Regions from separate parts of the Mus musculus genome. Here region 2 is linked to region 1. The links are chromatin contacts, called in public HiChIP or PLAC-seq maps. All regions are on one chromosome and are shown on one strand. Each heading gives the region's core, a stretch centred on a gene start, on an enhancer-like site or on the middle of the called end of the contact. The rest is flanking DNA. Distances are from core to core; before and after follow the strand shown. Region 1 holds the start of Hmgb1 (high mobility group box 1). Region 2 has its middle 22 kb from the start of Gm38752.

What was found. HiChIP or PLAC-seq counts read pairs in DNA pulled down with a chosen protein or histone mark.
Region 2: a contact with region 1 is called in an H3K4me3 HiChIP or PLAC-seq map of embryonic stem cells, with 5 times the contacts expected there. The contact joins the enhancer-like site here to the promoter of Hmgb1 in region 1. A contact is called at or near these places in 3 of 39 promoter capture datasets (the C10 cell line, embryonic stem cells and pre-B cells), 1 of 15 datasets of contacts at CTCF or cohesin (pro-B cells), 12 of 484 Hi-C or Micro-C datasets (B cells, the CH12 cell line, the G1E-ER4 cell line and 4 more), 8 of 115 datasets of contacts at active chromatin or transcription factors (the SCID.adh cell line, bone marrow-derived macrophages, double positive thymocytes and 1 more) and 2 of 9 other capture datasets (adipose tissue and pancreatic islet).

Annotation. Positions count from the first base shown.
Region 1 is chr5:149,049,583-149,057,293 of GRCm38.p6, reverse strand. Hmgb1 (high mobility group box 1) reads left to right here and starts at 4,237. Exons shown (of 5, transcript NM_010439.4): 1 at 4,237-4,394; 2 at 6,543-6,706; 3 at 6,854-6,999; 4 at 7,393-7,567. The coding sequence starts at 6,557.
Region 2 is chr5:149,109,605-149,117,315 of GRCm38.p6, reverse strand. No RefSeq gene overlaps it. Among named protein-coding and RNA genes, the nearest start is that of Gm38752, 22 kb to the right of the region's middle. Within about 2 kb of position 4,640, at least 13 of the 459 cell types and tissues checked have an H3K27ac peak or open chromatin away from gene starts, as enhancers often do. A contact at or near this core is called in embryonic stem cells, where this site is marked.

The sequences.
Region 1 (7,711 bases), core at 2,988-5,487:
GTAGTTTGGTTAATACAAGTGTTCAGATAAGGTTGTCATTGGGAATAAATTGCCAAAGGACTAAGTTAAGTATTTATTAACTGGTGGCTTATATGGAAGGAAAGGGTGGCCATCAAGATGGGGAGGTTAGGCCTAAAAATTCTGCTGTCAACTGTATTGTTTGATTGTGTTCATTTTTAAACTTGTGTGTGTGTGTGTGTGGTAGTAGTACACACATGTGCTGGGGTTTGAACTCAGGGGCCTTGGGAAACTCTCTGCCACTGACCTATATCTCACCTCAAATACAGAAAACAAAATCCCTGCCAGCAGACCTCTGTAAATCCTCTCCACTATGGGAATCTTCAAACAGTTCAGTCCCCAGATGAAGAAAGGATTAGTGCTATTTGAGGTGAAAGAAAACAAGACAAGCAGAAAGCTTAACTAGATTTGCGACCTTCATAATTAAAATATGAAGAAAAACTCAAGATTAGTTACACTTGAGACTTTCCAAATTATGGGATGCAAGGAGTCTGCATGATGTAATTTTAAACTTAAAAAAAAAAAGTCTGCTTGTTGGGTGACAGTAGTACATGCTTTCAAATAGAGGTAGGTGAATCTCTGTGAGTTCGAGGCCAGTCTGGTCTAAAGAGCGAGTTCCAGGATAGCCAGGAATACACAGTGAAACCCTATCTCCAGAAAAAATCCAAACAAACAAACAAACAAAAATCAAAATAAAAAACAAAACAAAAGTTAAGATCTAGCACCTTGCCGGGCGTGGTGGCACACGCCTTTAATCCCAGCACTCGGGAGGCAGAGGCAGGCACAGATTTCTGAGTTCGAGGCCAGCCTGGTCTACAGAGTGAGTTCCAGGACAGCCAGGGCTACACAGAGAAACCCTGTCTCGAAAAAAAAAAAAAAAAGATCTAGCACCTTGCATTCAGGAGGCTCAGGAGTTAGAGGACAACCTGGGCTACAGGGAAGAAAAGACCCTGTCCCAAAAGGGTGGGAATATGCAAATTAGGGCTGGAGGTAAAAGGCCCCAGGACCACACACACAAATTGTATTAAATAAGATTAAAATTTAAAAACCGGCCAGGTGATGGTGCCACACGCCTTTAATCCCAGCACTTGGGAGGCCGAGGCAGGCAGATCTCTCTGAGTTTGAGGCCAGCCTGGTCTACAGAGCAAGTTCCAGAACAACCAAAGCTACACACACACACACACACACACACACACACACACACACGTCTCAGAAAAGCAAAAAAAAACAACAACAAACAGGAGCACACATCACACTATAAGAAGACAGCATGTTAAAAGCCAGCTTGTGCTACATAGGAAGACCCTGTATTTGAAAAATAAACTGTAATCCTCCCGATAAGCCTTGGCTGTGAGTTTTGAGGATGAGAAACCCGATGCGAGTTCCAGGATAGCCAGGACTACACAGTGAAACCCTATCTCCAGAAAAATCCAAACAAACAAGCAAACAAAAGTCAAAAACAAAACAAAACAAAAGTTAAGATCTAGCACCTTGCCGGGCGTGGTGGCACACGCCTTTAATCCCAGCACTCAGGAGGCTGAGGCAGGCAGATTTCTGAGTTCTGATAGATTTCAACCTATGGCTATTTAACCCCAGTGCCCATTACTTCCTGCCCTGCTCAATGCAAACCTTGTGTGGGGCCATTTCTCTCTTGCTTCTTTGTGGGCCATAAGTAACCCTAGTCTAGAACACTAGCAGAGTGGGCAGCTGGACCAGGGCCAGGGCTGGAAAGTATGGACAGTGCCACATTCAAATGGAAGCCACACTTAGTAGTGAGGATGCTATTGAAAACAGCTTAATTATTTTGACTTAAGATATACTTGTATGTACATTTTATGTCTATGCACACATATATATATGCATGCAAGCTGCCATGTGGTTGCTGGGGATTGAACCCAGGTCTTCTGCAAGAGCAGCCGGTGCTTTGAACCACAGAACCATCTCTCCACCCAGCTATTGAGAATTTTATAAATATCTAAGAATATACAACAGAGCTAAAATTGTACACTTGCATCTAAAGTACAAGTGTGGCAAGACAGTAAGTATACGTAAAAATAACAATTTAAAAGCCAACATATATTTTAAAATATTGAAAGAGGGCAAGGCATGTTTATATAGTTCTTAATAATAGAGTAGGTCTTGGTTTTGAGAGGGGATGTCTCATTATGTAGCTCTGGATAGGCCTGGAATTTAGTGTGTAGACTAGGCTGGTCTAGAACTCACAGAGATCCTCCTGCCTCTGCCTTCTGAATGTGGGGACTAAAGAGTTAGGGTTTCTATTTCTGTGATAAAAGCACCATGGCCAGAAAGCAAGCTGGGGAGGAAAGGGCTTAATTTGGTTTACATTTCCAGATCATAGCCCATCACTGAAGGAAGTCAGCACAGGAACTCAAGCAGCGCTGGAACCAGGAGGCGGGAGCTGAGGCAGAGGCTATGGAGTTACCGGCTTGCTTCCCCTGGCTTCCTCAGCCTGCGTTCTTTTAGAACCAGCCCAGGGATCACCCACAATGGGCTGAGCTGTCCCCCATTGATCACTAACTGACAAGCACTTAGAGCTGGATCTCATGGAGGCCTTTCCTCAACTGAGGCTCCTTCCTCTCTAATGACTCTAACTTGTGTCAAGTTGACACACAAAACCAGCCAGTACACCATCCCACCCAACAACTACTGTGTGTGTGCGTGTGTGTGTGCATGTGTGTTTAGTGTACTGTCCACTCATGCCAATGATATTCACGAGACCAAGGATATATTGTTAAAAAAAATGGCAATGGACATTAAAGCCACTGGCCAGAAAAGATAATCTAAACCTATTCCAGTAAGGATAATAAATTCGAGCAAATCCATTACATAATAGGGCCTCAGAAGTGGTATAGAAATGAAACCCAGAATCTATGACTTGGATGTTTTGACTTGGATCAAGTGCATTTTGGAGGAATTCTTTGTTTCTTAGTTGAGAAGTGTATAGGAGCCAGGATTTTAAAAAAAAAAAATGGGGGACATTTGTTTTGAAGTGAAGAGAGGTGCTGTGCTCACCAGAAAGAAAGAGCTGTTAGATTCATCAAAGATTGATGGAAGCCTGTGGCCTTTAGAGCCAGCCTGGCTATTTTTCTCTGCATACCTAAGAATGATCAGCCAACTTGAAGAGCAGGAAAAAGCATGGCCTGTGGGTTTGGGCCCAAGCACTCTCCGACTGCTTCTAATCCCTCAGGTAACAGTAGCCCTAAATGTCTGGTAACCCTAGAGCAGGTACATGTATGCACTAAGTGGTGTGATCGGAGGCAAGATAGCAATCACAAAGATTCATTTGATTCTAACAGTAATCCACACCGAGTCACAGAAAACAGCGTCTGTGTGTGTGTGTGTGTGTGTGTGTGTGTGTGTATGTGTGTGTATGGGGGTGGGGCAATGAGGTCTTTAAAGAACTTGCTAATTCTAGCTGGGCCCCCCCCCAAACATTTTCTGAGAACAGCCAGTATCAAACCCCAGTGGCTGTGCATTAATTCCCTGGTATAAGGCTTTGGTGTCCGGGAAGTTCAAAACAGTGCTTTGTGTCTCACCAAAAGGAAAAAAAAAAAAAAAGTTCGAGAAGTACTGGGGGAAACCCGAGCAAACCCAGAAGAAGGGGTGCAACTGGACGCCTGCTGGCGGGTGCAGACTAGGCTTCTGGGCAGGGTGGGCACGTTAGGCGGGCAGTCCCGGGGAGGGGTGTCTTGTGGTGGGCTGCAGCAGCACGGCCGTCCCGGAGCCCGCAGAGGCCCCCGTGTTTGGGCCACAGGCCCCCCCGAGCAGTCACCCCACTCGGGGAGGCATCCCCAAGCACGGGCCGCACATCCCAACGGCTCGGGGCGGGAGCGTGGAGCGGGAGGGGGGGCGGGCCTGCGGGGAGGCGCCCGGGCCTGGGGACGCAGCCGTGGCTGCGGCGGAGCCGGGCCCTGGCCGCGCGCGCCGCGGCTCGGGCGTGGGGCTGGCTCGGGGCAGGCGCAGGCACAGAGACACCATAGAGCTCCGCTTTCCCGTAGCAGCTGCTGCCTCTGCCGCTGCCTCTCCCGCCTCAGCCTCTCGGCCCGGCACACACACACACATTCAGATTTGCGCGCTGTTTCAATCCTCGGTGACGTGTCCTCGCAGACAGCCAATGGCGCGCGGGCTCTGGTCAGGACAATGGGAGGGAACGGGCCAATGAACGGGCCTGGTGAGTTGGCGGTAGCCAATAGGAGGCGCGCTGGCTGGAGAGTAATGTTACAGAGCGGAGAGAGTGAGGAGGCTGCGTCTGGCTCCCGCTCTCACAGCCATTGCAGTACATTGAGCTCCATAGAGACAGCGCCGGGGCAAGCGCGAGCCGGACGGGCACTGGGCGACTCTGTGCCTCGCGGAGGGTGAGTGCGGGGCGGCGCGGCGGCGGGGAGAGCGCCTCGGGTAGCCTGGTCGCCTGCGCGGCGGCCGGATCCCCGCGGCCCGGAGCCGGCGGGTCAGGCTCCACACAAAGGCAAATGAGGGGGGACCGTGGGGGGAACTGCGCACGGAGCGAGGCTCCGCCGGCCGCTGCCGCGAACGCTGCCCCGCGCCGTGCCGCGCCGAGCGGAGCCGAGCCGAGTCGCGGGGCCTCAGGCGGCCGCCACTTCACACCCGCGGCGCCGTCCGCGCTTCACTGGCGCAAAAAAAAAAAAATTTTTTTTTTGTTTTGTGTCTGCCTGTGTGTGTGTTCGTGTTCCGGATTATTTAAAAAAAATTTTTTTTCCCCAAAACGTGTTTGTGGCCCCCAGGGCCGAGCGTTTCGGGCAGGCGGCGTGCGCGGAGCGAGCGAGCCGGCGGGCAGCGGCGCTTCCCCGCTGTATGGGCGGCCGCGGCGGGGAGCGCGGGGCGGCGGGCGGGGCGCCGCTGCGGGCGAGGGCGGCCGCGGGTGGGCCGGGGGCGGCCGTGCGGGGCGGCTCGGGCCGGGTGAGGCGGCGGGCGAGCGGGGCGGCCGTGTGGGGGGGAGCGGCGCCGCTGCGCTCGCTGGAACATGGCTGACTCGGCCGGGCGCTGCTGGCTGGAGAGAAAACAAGGCGGGCGGGCGGGCGGGGGAAGCTGGGCGCAGCAGTTCTGAGGCAACTTTTTTTTTTCCCCCCCTCTCTCCTCTCGCTCCCCTCTCTTCCTCTCCTCTCTCTCTCTCTCAGTCTCTCTCTCTCCCCGGCCCCGCGTTCTCCGTGCGGGGGCGGCGGGGCGCGCGGAGGGAGACGGCGCGGGGGCCGCGGGGGGAGGGGAGCCGCGCGCCCCCCGCCCCTCCCCCGCCGCCATGGCGAGTGCGCCAGCGCCCCGCCCGCCCGCCGCGCGCCTCGGTCTCCTCGCACACTCACACACACATACACACACACACACACTCACACGCGCGCACACACAAAGGGAAGGAGCCATATTCTCGCTCGCGCTCGCCCTCGCGGCGGCGGCGCAGGCGGGGAAGACGCGCAGCGGCCATTCCGTGCGCCCGGCCCTGGCGGCCGCGGGCGGAGCCAGCCCCCATTTCGAGCGGCGGGGCTTCTTCTCTCCTTGCTCCGGGGCCCGACAAAATGGGGGCGGCGGCGGCGCGAGCCTGCGTGCGGCCTTCCGGGCGCACGTGGCGGCCTCGGGCCCGCCCGGAGCCGCAGCCCCCCTCAACCTCGGGCCAAGTTGGGAGGGCGGAGAATCAATCCTGCCCGCGCGCGCGCCAGGGCACCCCAACTTTTCACGGGCCCGGTTTGGGAGACAAACAAACAAAAAAAAAGACAAAAAAAAAAAAAAAGAAGAGAGCGTGCCCGACACCCCCGTGGTGGCGGAGGAGGCGGCGGCAGGAGTGGCTTTTGTCCCTCATCCTTGTTTACTCGGAGAAACTTCAGACCGGACGTGTTTAGTCAGAGCAGAAACGCATCTCGGGGCCAAAGCGATAGGAAACTGCGGCCTCTCCGGGCCCCGGCCCAGCGCCGCCTCCGCCCGCCCGCCCGAGCAAAGTTTGATGCGAACACGGCGTGCTCTAAGAGCTGGGTAAACTTTAGGTGCACGAGGGGCACTTATTGTTTTTGCTTTTCGTCCCCTCCCCCTGCTCTCCTAGGCCTGTAATTCTCTTAAGGTCTACTGGATCATTCCTTGTACCCTGCAAAATTCACTAATGGACAGGGTGGATTTTTCTATCTTTTTTTTTTTTTTTAATGTTTGTTTTGTTGGTTTAAACAATTTGAAAAAAAGATTTAGACATGGTTTCAACGAGCAGTTAGGCATACAGAACAGACACTGACAGCGAATGCTTGAGTGTACCTGTGCCTACTCTTGAGATCACACTTTGAAGACCGTTTTTTTTCCCCCCTCTTCCCTGTGTCCTATGCCCTCATCTCTGTGGCTTAACCGCTTCTAGGAATTGGCTATGGTTTGCAGTGTTCTGCCTAGCTTTTATGGGAGATTGTCGTCATCATTGTGTTAAATAACACAAACTTTGGTTTGTCATGCCACCCTGAGCAGTTTGAAGCTTGTCTGTTTCACAGTTTTCGTTACTAACGTCTAATGCTTTATTTTAGAAAATCAACTAAACATGGGCAAAGGAGATCCTAAAAAGCCGAGAGGCAAAATGTCCTCATATGCATTCTTTGTGCAAACTTGCCGGGAGGAGCACAAGAAGAAGCACCCGGATGCTTCTGTCAACTTCTCAGAGTTCTCCAAGAAGTGCTCAGAGAGGTGGAAGGTAAGAGGGCTTTAGAGATGCTGAGTGCCTCTGAGTTGTAAATTAGGATGAACGGGCTGGGTGTTCTCCTTACTATATGACTATTAAAGTGCTTTAGGCTGGCATATTGAACATCTCTATGTCAAGTTTACAAATAATTCTTTCTAGACCATGTCTGCTAAAGAAAAGGGGAAATTTGAAGATATGGCAAAGGCTGACAAGGCTCGTTATGAAAGAGAAATGAAAACCTACATCCCCCCCAAAGGGGAGACCAAAAAGAAGTTCAAGGACCCCAATGCACCCAAGAGGCCTCCGTGAGTATGAGCTTATGAGCTTTTATTTTGAGTTGTTTAGAGTAGGTAGGAATTGATTGAGCCACGTCGAGTGCCTAGTGTTTGGTTTCTTAGCTGAGAATGGCTTGGGTCGTGTATTTGAGGGGTCAATGTAACTTAAGATAGGTGGTATTATTAGTGAAGGCATTTGAACTGAGAAACTCACTCCTTTGCACAGTATATCACTACGATTTTTGGTTCTTTTTGTATCTTTAGAAATTGCTCAAAACTAATTTAGAATGTTTTGCATCTGTATATATGTCTGAATGTTTACACCCTACCCATACTATGGTATGAATTACTTAAACACTGCAGAGCAGTACAGAGTTGAGTGTTTAGTTTGTTAAAATCCTAAAAGTACATTTCTGGTTTTAGTTCGGCCTTCTTCTTGTTCTGTTCTGAGTACCGCCCCAAAATCAAAGGCGAGCATCCTGGCTTATCCATTGGTGATGTTGCAAAGAAACTAGGAGAGATGTGGAACAACACTGCAGCAGATGACAAGCAGCCCTATGAGAAGAAAGCTGCCAAGCTGAAGGAGAAGTATGAGAAGGTAAGGAGGATGACAGGATACCCAGTGTTAGGGGATTATACTTGATAACTCGTCTTATTTCCTCTTTGTTTGCAGGCTTCGTTGTTTTCATACAGGAACGGCCAATAGTGTGTTCAGTTTTCCTATAATCTGATTTGAGCTAAG
Region 2 (7,711 bases), core at 3,391-5,890, 60 kb before region 1:
CCTGACCGCCAAGGTCATGGCAGTGCACAGTGGATATATATATATATATATATATATGTGTGTGTGTGTGTGTGTGTGTGTGTGTGTGTGTGTATGTGTGTTTATGTATATATATGTGTGTGTATATATATGTATGTGTATATATATGTGTGTGTGTATATGTATATATATTTGCATTTTATATATATATGTGTGTGTGTGTGTGTGTGTGTGCAGGCAAACACTGAAAAATCGATCTAAAAATCATTTTTTAAAAAAGATACTGTTTTTCTAAGATAGCCAGGACTACACAGAGAAACCCTGTCTCAAAACAAAGCAACAACAACAAATACAGCCTCATGCTGGTAATGTAGCTCATAGGTATAGCACCTGCTTAGCTTGCACAAGGCTCCAGGCTCAGTTCCTAGCACCATAAAAGAAAAACTGCTACCTCGCGCAATTGGAAAAATATTGACTAAACCCCTTAGATACCAGGAGGTGTTCAGTAAATGTGACAGGATTTTCCCTGTCCAATCACACTAAAAATATTAGGGCAGCAAGAGGCCTGTGATTGGACAGGGAAAAGGGAGGCGGAACTAAGAGCTACAGAGACAGGGAGCGTCCGAGGAGAGGGGAGGAAGGCCAGGATGGAGGCGGATGTGAACCAGCATGGCTTTAGCCAGCCACAGGTAGTTATGATATCATAAGGTTAGAATATTTGGGATAAAGCTTTTATCATTATCAGTTGGTCTGAAATTATTGTATTGGCATCTTGTAAATTGAGAATTTATTGACACATAAATCTGATTGGTTAATTATAAGCTTCTAGAATTTTGTTTCTACCGGGTAAATGGGTATTGTGGTGGCTGACCATGGGGTGGATGGTCATCGCATGGGGCTAGCGGCAGAGATCCACCAACGGACTTGGGAGCTCCGTCCCAGAGAGACCACCAAGTTGAGATCACCCAGCTGGAGCCATGTGGTCTGTCTGTCAGTCCATTTTTTAATATTTCCCACTACAAGTAAACATAAAGGTTTTTATTGTTTTGGTTGGTTGGTTGGAGTGTTTGTTTGGTTTTGTTGTTCTTTGTTTTGTTTTGTTTTGTGGTCCTGTGTTCTGCCTCTCCAGCAGCAGTGTCTGGACACCACCAAGACGCTGGCTCAGGGGTAGGCATCAGAAGGGTGTGAGACGGCTGGTAGGGAAAGCAGAGCCGGGGACACTGGCAGGATTCAGGTCTTGTTGAGATCCAGTGGGGGAGGAGCGGGAGAAGAGAAGAGGCCTTTTCCAGGAGCCATAATGTCATGGCTCATTTAGGCAAAGAGACCCTCCCCGTGGTTCTCTTCGATGAAGCAGCTCTCTGAGACAATCTTAGCTTGTTCACATTTCTGTATTGGGCACAGATGTGAATGCATACTCTTTATTTGTGGTGAGCCAGGGATTACGTGCTTTTGGGGAAGGGCCGGAGAACATCCAGGAAGGGAAGGTCATTGGCCGAAGGCTAAGGCTATTGAGATGCCTCCTTAGCATGGAGAGGCGTCCTGGGTGTGCTGTGTGACTGAGTGCCCCTGGCCAACTCAGTTGGGGGTCATGGTTCCAGAGCAGGCAGTAGAGGCGGGGGTGGGGGGGGGGAGGGAAGCCCCACCCCTGCAGGCTCAGATCTCTGAGATTCCAGGGGTTTGAGCACACTCGGCTCCACCAGGTCTTATGTCCATCTGGTGGCACTGTCCACGTGCCCAACATAGTTTGTTTTTTGTTTTTCCTCTCCCGAGAGGTCCTAGGAAGAAGTTATAAGGAGGAAAGGCCTGAAAGCCACCACAGTATCCAATAATGTGACAACTGGGGTTGTGTTCTGAAAAGCCCATCGCCTGGTGATTTTGTTGTGTGACGATCATAGAGTATTCTTACAGAAGCTAAGACTAGACACTGCCACACAGTCTTACGTGGCAGCCGTCCTCTTTGGTCCATTTCTGGCCAAAACGTTGTTCATTATGTGAGCATATAGATACAGCAATACGATGATGTCTATACTCCTAGGATGCTGTAGTGGGGGGGGGGGTGTCCCAGTGACTCAGTTTCCCCAGAAAACCATAATACGAGGTCTGAGGCACGGAAAGACTTAGCAGATTATGACAAAATATCACACAGCCACTACAACATTTATGAAAATAAATCAAAACGAAAAGTATTGACAATATTAAGTAATAAAACAACATCTGAAGTAGTACATGTATAGATTATAACTGCATAAAGCATAGTCAGAAGACATGGAAGCAAGATCTAGAACTTAAAGTTCTCTGGATGCAGATCGATGATGCTGTGATGCTCTGCATCCGGCAAGGATGGGGTGAGCGGAAGGATCTGGCGTGGAGGCCTTTCAGCCCCACCACGGTGTGTGGAGAGTCTCCTCCACACCACTGTACTCCTTGTGTGAATGCATCTTTGGAAATATCCTGAAGTGAACATCCGACTTCCAGAGCTTTGCCACATGCTGATAGCTGCGGTTGGAATGTGGTTTTCATCTGCTCCCCCGAGGCTCTTACTGAAACTTAATTCCCAGTGTGAGGTATTAAGCAGCGGAAAAAGTCAACCCAACGACAGTGTTCAGAGGCACGGCCTATGGGAAGGATTAGGACTAATAAAGTTGTCAAGAGTAGAGGTCCCTTGAATAAATCCCTGTGGCTTCAGAAGATGAGGGAGAAGGAGTAGTCAGACACATGCACACACACCACACCACACACATACACACTCCACACACACACACACACACACACACACACACACCACACATATACCACACACACACACACCACACACACACACACCACACAAACTCACATACTGCCCGTTGCCATGTGATGATACCCTAAGCCGTTCTGGACTCTGACAGCAAGAGAGCATCTCTCTACATGTGAACCATTGAACCCCCAAAGCTAAAATGAACCTCTTCTGTTTACAGTTACCCAGCCTTGGGTATTGTATGATAGGAATAAAAAGAGGTTAAACTGCTGATCTGTTTCACTCTGTAACACCAGCAAGCTTTTGTGGTGTAGCCATTCAGGGCTGCCTTTCCAGCGACGGGGGAGGGGGGCTTCATCATATAGAAGCATCGGGCTTTGCTCGGCTGCTACCAGGCAACATGAAGACTCTCTGACTAGAGCATTGCTGTAACGCTTAATCTCCAGTGAGATTATTTCATAAAATATTGATTTTTTTTCTTGCACAGAAAGGGGATAGTTCATGAATAGAAAATGCTCTCACGAGCAAGAATTCTTCAGTTCCCTTAGTTCATAAGCACGAAGAGTAACGAATGAGTCTGTTTTACAAAACAAGGCTGACTTCTACCATACCAACTGGGAGAGTCGGAGCTAGGAAGTCTTGGTGTTAGGATCCGAGGAACTGGTGTTCCAGGGACCTAACCCTGAACACCAGGGTGCAGCTTTTCCTGCAGACTGTAAAGGTGAACTGCAGACATGAACTTCCTTCCCAAGGTGTAGGCTCTTCTTCTCCTCCTCTTTCCCTTCCTCTCTGTCACCCTGTTTCTCCTTCCTCCTCCCCTTTTCTCACCTCAGCCCCTGCCTAGCTATAATCAGATGCTGGGGTTTTAGCATCTTGCTAGACTGCTACAGACCAGTATGTCCCATGAGGTCTCGATGTCTTGAGAAGGCAGCAGCAAGGTCAAAGAGACAGGAACGGCGGCGTTTCAGTTGTGTGTCCCCACCTTCCCTTGAATCCACTGTGACCCTTGACCTGCCTGCTCCCAGGTTAGAACAGCGAGGAGTTAGAGAGCCAGTGCTCCCAGAATCTAAAGCCTCATTACGTTCTCATTCACATTCTGCTGGCTAAACGAGCTGTTGTGAACAAGCCAGCAAATTATTCCTGATGTTTGCCTCCTGGAGGAACATTGAAAGGTCATGTAACCATCAGAAATACAGCCAGGCAGTGGTGGTGCATGCCAGTGAATCCCCATGCTTGGAGGCAGAGGCAGGTGGATTTCTGAATTTGAGGTCAGCCTGGTCTACAGGGTGAGTTCCAGGAAGGACAGCCTGTGCTACACAGAAAAATCCTACCTCAAGCAAACAAAAAAGGATCAGAAATGCACACGCATGTGTGGGACGGTACTTTAAAAAATAAGCCCAATGCAACAATTAACAGTCAATGCTTCTCATCCAATTGACTAAAAAGATAGAAAACAGTCATGTCAGTGCTCAGGTGTATACCCACCACCGTGAGACTGAGGCAGATGAATCTCACATTGAGGCCAACCTAGACTGCATAGAAAATTTCAAGCCAGCCTGAGATACAGCAAGGCCACTACCCACTTACACCCCACCCCACCCCCATTCAGCCCACTAACAAAACGATAAAAATAACAATCGACAGGCAAGGTAGGAAGCCCTGGAACCTGCACACACTGCTGTAGACACTGCCACTGCTTTGCGGCTTGATGTGACATTTCAGCATAGTCATATACACAGACCTACAGACAGATACACAAACAGAAAAGCTGGAATGGGGCAGCCTGTGCTTGCTCTAAGTCACAGTACCTTGTTGCGGATGGGCCTGGTGCTGTCTGTATTTTGATGTTAATTCCACTCTCCTGGGAGGGTTAGTGGGTGAGGAGTGAGTCACAAACTCAGGTGACTTCTTGTAAACCATCCCCTAATAAATAGAGGAGCCAATCGCTGGTCGGTCGAGTAGGAGGGACTTCTGGGTTGGATAGGGGAAGAGAGGAAGAGGAAAGAGAGAGTCCTTTTTGGACTGGGATAGTGTGAGGACAAGATGTAGCTACTAGTTTCTCCTGGTTTCAATGGCAAATCCGTCAGGATTCGACAGTAGAGGATTTAGATTAAATAAATCTTACAAGATTAGGATTTTAGTTGTTGTGGCCCAGTGGTTGAATTATTGTTGTTTCTGAACTAAGTTTGTGTTGCGTTTTCCTTCACGCGTCAGCTCGTCTGGGCTCAAGAGAGAAAGGTACGGTGACAAAATGTGGGTTTGCCTGATGTGCACCCCAAAGGCCATGGGGGATTTGAAGCATGGGGCTGGCATGGTAGCAACCCACCAGTGGGAACCTAGCAAGCTGGGTGGAGAGATCTTGAAACTCTAAGTCAGAGAGTCTCCACAAGATAAGAACAGGCCAGCTAAACTGCCGGGGCAGAGAGTAGCTGGGTCAAGCATGGGAACTTGCTGTTTTAAAAAATACTTCCCGCAGCAGGACCCTGAAAGCATGGGGTGTTTGTTATACACTGTTGACCAGGGAGGCAGGATTACTGCAGTCAGCTGAACAAAGGCTGTGTTATTACATACAGATAAACAGGTGTAGTTATTATACACAGCTGAACAAGAAGGCTGCCTTAGCTAATCTCAGTAGGTTACGTCTCAGTAGGAGAGTGAACCTTAAGCCAGAACAGGGCTGGGGTGGGGCTGCAGTGGACATTTTCTGAAACACTGTCAACATTCACCACCAGACGTGAAGAAGAGGTATTTCCACCCCTCCCTCTGAGACTCATCTAGGGAAGATTGCTACTCTCAAGGCTCTGGGGCTGTGGGGTCCTTGACATGGCGTGGCTGTGCCAAACAATACATATTCTCTTGGGACTTCACCTACTCCCTGCAATGAGCGGCTAAATACAACATAGTTGTCTGCATAGTCAAAGAGTATTAGACAAGAGGATACAGGGGCTGGAGAGATGGCTCCGAGATTAAGAGCTCTGGTTGCTCTGTAGAGGACCTGGGTTTGCTTCCCATAACAGTCACTCACTCATAACAGCCTGTAACTCCACTTCCGGGGAATCTGATTTCCTCTATCTGGCCCCCGCAGGCGCTGTATGCATGCGGCATACATACATACATGCAGGCAAAACACCCAGACACATACAATAAAAATAAATGTAAAAATAATTTTAAGTAAGAATATTATATAAATGTTCATATATTCACCAGCAATCATGAGCCTTGAAAACATGTTCGGGAAAGGAAGGAAGGAAGGAAGGAAGCAAGCAAGCAAGCAAGCAATCATAAAAGACCACATGCTGGAGTTCCATTTACCAGAAATATCCAGAATAGACATAATCAGAGATGGGAAGTAGATCAATGGTTGCCAGGGGCCGGGAGGGAGGGAATGGGTACCAACTGCACACAGGATTCAGGGTGATGGAGTGCTCAGACTGATGACTCTGGGTGTTCTGAATACTGAAGTTTTGCACTTTAAATGGAAGAATTACAATTCAGAGCACAGCTTGTAATCAAAAGATGTCTTACAACCCGTTGGCCAGGGCCACAGGTGCCCTCACTTCCGGGTTCACGACCATCGGAGACCCTATTGTCCAAACTCAGAAACTACATGCTAATTGCTGGAATAAAACACTAGAAGGAAGACTGCCACTGCTGTGCGTGTGTGTCGCACGTTTATGCCATGTGTGTGCAGGGGCCCACAGAGTCCAGGAGAGAAAGAACATCAGATAGATCCCTAAGATCTGGGGTTACAGGCGGTTGTGAGCCACCTGACCTGGCTGCTGGGGACTGACGTGGGGTCCTTGGGGGACCATGTGCGTCATGTGCTCTGGACCAGCTCCCGCTCCTGGGACTGTCTTTTAGTCCAAGAAACAGGTACATATGGAAGATGGCGAGGTGGGGGCAGTGGAAAAACGGGCAAGGAAAGAGCCCAGATCCCAGAACCTTAGGCACCTCAGGATATTCTTTAGAAATGCTGCATCACCCGTGCCCTTGGCGACACAAAAGGTGAATCAGCAGCAGCAGGGACTCCGAGTCACACCAGCGGCTCACGGACAGCTGAAGAATATAGTGAATTGATCTGTCTGCCTTCCTTTTTCCTTTGTATGCCCCGGGGTGGGTGGAAGGGGAGGAGGGGGGGTGGGGCAGAACCTGGTGAAAAGAGACATTTCAGAAAGCGTAGGATAAAGGGGGTGGTTTGAAGGAGGGTCATCTCCATCTTCCCGGTGGCATGGTTTTCTTTCCTAGCCCTGCCTACCACAGCCTTTGATGCCACGGGCAGAGTCAGTCTTAGGATAGTTCAATTAACAGTTTATCAACTCCACCATGACATGAAGGTGATCGGTGCTTGGTACCGGCCATACTTCAGATTTGGGGTTTTGATCTCCCCACCCACCTCTGACCACATGCATGGGGGTAACCTCGGTGATCCATGGTTTCTGGTCAGCCTTGCACTGGTGGAAGCACACAACACTGCTGGAAAATAGGCTTTGTGTTAGAGTGTTTTCCTAACCATGCTAGTTGATGTAAGTATTCTGAGCACCTTTGAGGTAATCGAGGCTGAGCTACAATGTTCAGCTTGTGAGTGGCAACCCATCTCATCTGGATTTTGGTACTTAGTAACTATTGAAGATAGTTTGTGAGGACCTACACACAACTTAGCCTGAGTCCCATCTTCTGAACATCAAATAAAATGTGTTTAGTTGTTTTGCCTGTGTTTGTTCACCACATGCACAGTAAGTGACTGGGCCAGGACTTGAATCCACCTGGCTTCAGAAGAGGGTACATGGCCCCTCTGCAGGCCACCTTCATGTCTGGTCTAATGAAGCTTAGGGTCCCAGTGTAGTAATATGGAGGCAGGAGGATGATGCGTTTGAAGCTGACCTGGAGTCAAAGAGAGACTCTCTCTCTCTCTTACACACACACACACACACACACACACACACACACACACACAAATAAAAAGGGGGGAGGGGGAGGAGGAAGATGAGAAAGAAA